2 separate regions of the Mus musculus genome follow, and region 1 is linked to region 2. Evidence: chromatin contacts called from public promoter capture Hi-C data. All regions are on one chromosome and are shown on one strand. Each heading gives the region's core, a stretch centred on a gene start, on an enhancer-like site or on the middle of the called end of the contact. The rest is flanking DNA. Distances are from core to core; before and after follow the strand shown.

Region 1 (2,700 bases), core at 60-2,559, 290 kb before region 2:
CTCCCCCTCTCCCCCTCTCCCTCTCCCTCTCCCTCTCTCTGACAGGGTTTCTCTGTGTAGCCCTGACTGTCCTGGAACTCACTCTGTAGACCAGAACTCAGAGATTTGCCTGCCTCTGCCTCCAGAGTGCTGGGATTAGAGACGTGCCATTTAATCCCATTTAAAGTACCTAAGGCCTGGCTAATCCAATCTCATGTCTGCCTTAAGGTCTTTCTGCTGTTTGCCTACTTGGCACTCCGATATTTTGAGCAAGTTACCATCCTGGTCAGTAGCATTTATAGTGATTCAAGACTTAGGGTGGCGGGGCATGGGAAGGGGAGGGGGAGGGGAGGGGGGAGGGTGTTAATACTTCAGGAGAGTCAAATGGCTGGTTTAGGCAGTTTGACCATGGGGTTACATTGTGGCAGATGGTCTCTACACCTGGCTGGCACAGCGAGGAGGGACAAGTACAGTTGTGTTTTTAGTCAAATAATGAAACTCAGAGGGGTCAGAAAACAGCACAGGGTCTAGTACCTCCCGGCCCAGGTGCTGCTCTGTGGCGGTTACTTGACTTTTGCTATGCCCTTCATTTTTAAATTGTTACTAATACTGGCAGCACAACTCATTATTAATAAGGCAGAGTGATCCAGAGAACCCACCGACTGTCTCCTGCTGGGCTGGTGGTGAACTCCGTGTACAGCTGAGTTTTTTTTTTTTTTTTTACAGAGACTCTCTGTGAAGCTCTGGATGTTCTAGAATTCTCTATGTAGACCAGGCTGGCCTTGAACTCAAAGAACTCCACCTGCTTTTTGCCTCTTGAGCGCTGGAATTAAAGGCAGGTGCCATCATACCTGGGAAACCTGGAACTTCTGATCCTTCTGAACATTGGGATAACAGGTGTGTGCCAGGAACTATGGCTTTTATTCAGTACGGGGCACAAACACAGGGCCAGGCAAGTACGCTACCCATAGGCTCCATTCTCAGCCCGGAAGTTAAGTTCTTAGTTAAGTGCTTTTACTTAAGCTTAAGTTAACCGAGACCAGCCAGGACAGTGAAACCGATTTTCCTCTCTTGTTTCATTTCCTGAAAGAATCATCCCAGTTTCACCCCCTTTCCTTCCCTCAACAGGAGGGAATGGAGAGAGAGAAACGATCCAGAAAGGATAAAACGGTAATCAAACAGAAATCCAGCCGTGCAGCAAAAGCCCTATTTGGCCTCTTGCTTGGGTAGGTTTCACAGGCTCATGGAGGGAAACAAACGCACATGCGCACAGGCCCCTAAACCCACACAGGCGAAACCCCTTTGTGGAGAAGCCAGCCACAGGAAACTCACTTCGGCACAGGAACTTGCTAATCGCTTTTGTCACTTTCGGAGTGTTCCTCTGCCTCGGTCACCTCCGACACTGAGGCCCACCACCTTGGGCTGGACTCTGCCAGTCCGGTGTTGCAGCTTTTCCAACAGTGACTCATTGGGAGCCTTGGGGAAGAGAGAGAGAGAGAGAGGTAGACCTCAGGAGGGACTCTCAGCAGTAATAGATTTGAGCTACGTTAGCTTTTACATGGCGTGGAGAGCTACTTAGACTTCCGGAGTCAGTCATTTTGGTGATGAGACTTGGCATTCTACCCCAGGTAAGACTTTTGCCTCTTTAAAAATGTTTTTTCGGTGTCTCAGGAATCTCTGTGATTTTGTTAAGATTTTTTTCTTCTTCTTTAGGCTGAACATTGTAATGACCTTTTTTAATTTGTTGCAAAGTGTAGACTAAACTCAGAGATGGGGGTGTGTTCGGCCGTCTACCCCAACTCTAGAGTCTTAACAAGACACACTTTGGTTTTCTTTCTATTTTGCTTTGTTTTTGTTTTGAGATGAGGTCTTGGATAGCCTGGGCTGGCTGATGTGAAGTCAAAGATGGCCTTGAATTCCTGACCCTTCTGCTTCCACCTCCCAGGTGCAGGAGTTACAGGCATGTGCCACTGAGTCTTAGTTTCTAAGGTATTCCCATATGTTCTTGGGGCTGTGTCAGAGCTTGCTTGTGTGGGGACTTTAGACTTCATGCAGCAGTGTTTGATGAAGGAAATCTAAGGGCCCTCCAGCATCCACAGAGAGCAGCTTTAAAGTTATCTAGCTATGTAGAAAAAAAAAATCGAAATAAAAACCATATCCCAGAATTCCTATCTAGCTATTCTCAATCCCAATGGCCCCTTTCTGTACATTTCTAGATTAAATTTAGTTTCTCAGCAGGTTTCATGCTGTGCACTGCCAATAGATTGGCTGGGCTGTAACATCCACAGCAACAAAAGCTTGGGGGAAAATCACCGGTTTTAGGTGCTTCACTAAATTAAAGTTGTGACAGATGGGTTCAAGCGACCGGATCTAAGATGGTGCTGTGCATGAGAGAAGAGAAATATAAGGAAACCCGTCCTTCGGTGGACCTTCAAGTCTAGTAGTTACAGCGAAAGATACAGGTTAGGAAACAGTTGAAGAAGAAGCTGGGTCACAGAAGCTTTAACAGCTGTAGGGTTTCGAGAAGGGTTCTGGGAGTGAGCTGGAGTGCTCAGAAGGAAGGATGCTTATAAAGGATGGGGGCTTAGCAGGAAGCCTTAGGAAGGATGGGGGCTTAGCAGATGGAGAAGGGGAAGGTTGTTGTAGACTTGGAGGGCCATGTGGACTTTCCATAAAGAGGAGACTGACTGGCCTAGAGACTGGCCCAGTGGTTTACCCTCT
Region 2 (2,700 bases), core at 140-2,639:
AGCCCGGTAGCAATCTACAAGGCTAGGAAGTCACCTACAACATCTTCGCTGGCCGCACACTTTTAAATAGAAAACTAAATTAAAGAGTCTCCAAACTACTTCCCACCGTGCGGCTTAAAGCAACAGATCAGATCGCTCTAGGCTTTAACTCTTCCCGGGTTCTGGGAATTCCAGTTTGTCACAATTTCTTAGCCTGAGTGACCTGCGGTAAGAAACGTCTTCCCGGCCCAGAGCCTGGCTTCTCCGGGTCCGGGCGCTCGGCGGCCGGCTGGGCTGGGTCGTACGAGCCGGCTGCGGTGCGGCTGTGGCCCGGGCGGAGCGGCACAGGGTCGGATCCCGCGGAGCGCGGCGGAGTCCGGCTGCAATCGGTGCCTCTGCAATCCCTGCTCTTCCCGGTTCCCTCCCTCCGCCTCCTGCCCTCCCCCAGACGAGGCCATTCGCCTCACAGTAGCAAGGTTGTCTCGTATACTCCCTTCCCTTAAACTCACCAAACCAGATTTTTACTCCCAACACCGGCAACTTCCCGTAAATCTGCACTGAAATTTTATCCTGCTCGCTGAGCCTCCGCTGGCCGAAGGCCAGTGCAACATTCCTGTTGTTTTAGAAGCGCGGATACCTTAGCTGAAGGTTTAAAAAAAAAAAAAAATCATATCGGACTGGCCCCGATGCGGAGGATTTACGAACTTTGGCCGCTCAAAAAGTCACATCCATTTCAGACATTCAGAAGGGACCCCAGAAGTGGCACCTGCCCCACCTGGGGACATCTAGAAGAGTGGCTTCCGGCCGCCTATGGCTGTTTAGAGTAAGCCACCCTGAGCCTGCACCAAGGACTAAGGACCCTGCGCCTGACTCCCGGGGTGAGCAGTGCCACCGCCCCCGGCCTTGCGGGGCAGGAAGGCGCTGGAGCAGGTAGGGCGGCAGACGAGCCCCGCCGCGGGCCTGCAGGAAGCCAGGACCTCCTGGGCTGTTCTTACCTGAGGCTGAGCATAGCTCGGAGAGCACAGGCAGGCACGTCACGGGGGGCCGGAGCTCTGACCTTTGCCGGAGCCTTCACAGCAGGGCCTGGGGCCTGGGCGCCGCTGCTCGTTCAAAGTGGCTCATTCTGAATGCGCTCTGACCTAGTGTTACAGCTGGTTTCTAGAAAGGGAACAAAAACAGTGCAAGGAGAAACCTCAGCCAAGCCCTCCTTTAACCTTGCCTCTGATCACAGGGGAACTAAGTCTGACCCCCATCCCCACTCCCAGGAAACCCACCCTAGGGCCGCGGCCCCCGCCCCACCCCTCGGGTTACCTGTTTATACAAGAATTAAGGAGCCTCCCGCATTTCAATGGAGCGCTAAGCCTGTTTGCAGCGCGGAAACAGCCAACAGGAATCGAATTCTGTGACTAAACAAACTAGAAGAGGAAGCGGGCACCACAAGGAACCTAAAGTTGTGATTTCGGGTTGCAATGTCATGCAACTGAAAAAAAAAATACTGTTTCACAGTAGGCTACTTTAATTAAAAGAAGGACCCAAAACTACCCCCCCCATCTAGTTAAATGGAAGCTGATAGAATATCGGCATATAGCGTTAGCCACTGTTGTTAGTGATACTATTATTATGTATAATCCGCCCCCCCCCCGTAGAAAAACGTGCAATGGATGTTAGAAGGAGGCTCCAGACCCAACTCTGCCCTCACTATCTGTGAGCAAGTTAATTACCCTCCAGCTCTGAGTTTCTGGAAGATTCTAAGGATGGGAGTTTTGCTTTCACTGTGGACAGTTTCAAGGAGAAGGAAAGACGAAGTCTTTGTGAAGGGGTGTGCAACTGATTTTCGACTCGTGTACAAGTTTCAAGGGAAGTGGAGAGAAGTTGGCCCTGCCTTCCATGAAGTGCAAATCCAACGTCTGTGTCACGCGCGTAATTCTGACTCAGATTTAGGCACTAGACCTGACCTGCCACCCTGCAAGTTACTCCATAGGTTAAAAGTCAGTGCTAGCGGGGCGGTGGTGAGCACGCCTTTAATCCCAATCCCAGCACTTGGGAGGCAGAGGCAGGCAGATTTCTGATTTCGAGGCCAGCCTGGTCTACAGAGTGAGTTCCGGGACAGCCAGGGCTACACAGAGAAACCCTGTCTCAAAAAAAAAAAAAAAACAAAAACAAAAACAAAACAAAACAAAACAAAAACAAAAAGTCAGTGCTAGATAACAGTGAACCATGCAGTTTGAAGATCTGTGAATGTGGGGCGTGTGGGGTGTGGTGGAGGCTTTGAAAACTCATAGATATCATCCATAGTAATAGTGGAGGGTAGAGGGGGTATTTATGTTCCTTTTAACTTGACATATAAATGAAGAAATCCTAATCTCTTTATATTGAGGTCTTTCTTACTCAGGAACCCTTTCACCCATTTCCTTAATCTGATCCTCAGGTCTGCCTCAGGTCTGGAGGTGAAGACACTGTCCGTACAGAGGTTAGGTAAGCAGGCCAACTTTCCCGAGTGCCGACCTTTCCAGTCTAATCGAAAAGTCAGATCTTACCACCATTAGTAAAAGTAATTCCTGAAGCCAGCCAGGAATTCTGAAGTTCTCCATCCTTTTGATCTTCGATCTTTTATCTTTTAGGCAGCAAAAGTCAAGCCAGGCCAGTTTAACCATGTTCTGAATTCAGAATCAAGACTTTGTCGATAGGTGCACACATGTACTGAGAATCGCAGACTGTAGA

Evidence for each region. Promoter capture Hi-C pulls out the DNA fragments that hold promoters and counts their contacts.
Region 1: a promoter capture Hi-C map of pre-B cells shows a contact between it and region 2, with 2.3 times the contacts expected there. The contact joins the promoter of Rhoh here to the promoter of Rbm47 in region 2. A contact is called at or near these places in 1 of 39 promoter capture datasets (pre-B cells) and 2 of 115 datasets of contacts at active chromatin or transcription factors (bone marrow-derived macrophages and memory CD8 T cells).

What each region holds. Positions count from the first base shown.
Region 1 is chr5:65,862,275-65,864,974 of GRCm38.p6, forward strand. It overlaps Rhoh (ras homolog family member H), which reads left to right and starts at 1,310. Exons shown (of 3, transcript NM_001081105.2): 1 at 1,310-1,607.
Region 2 is chr5:66,150,565-66,153,264 of GRCm38.p6, forward strand. It overlaps Rbm47 (RNA binding motif protein 47), which reads right to left and starts at 1,390. Exons shown (of 8, transcript NM_001127382.2): 1 at 1,291-1,390; 2 at 975-1,137. It overlaps Gm26725 (a long non-coding RNA gene), which reads left to right and starts at 440. Exons shown (of 5, transcript XR_001785070.2): 1 at 440-909; 2 at 2,408-2,454.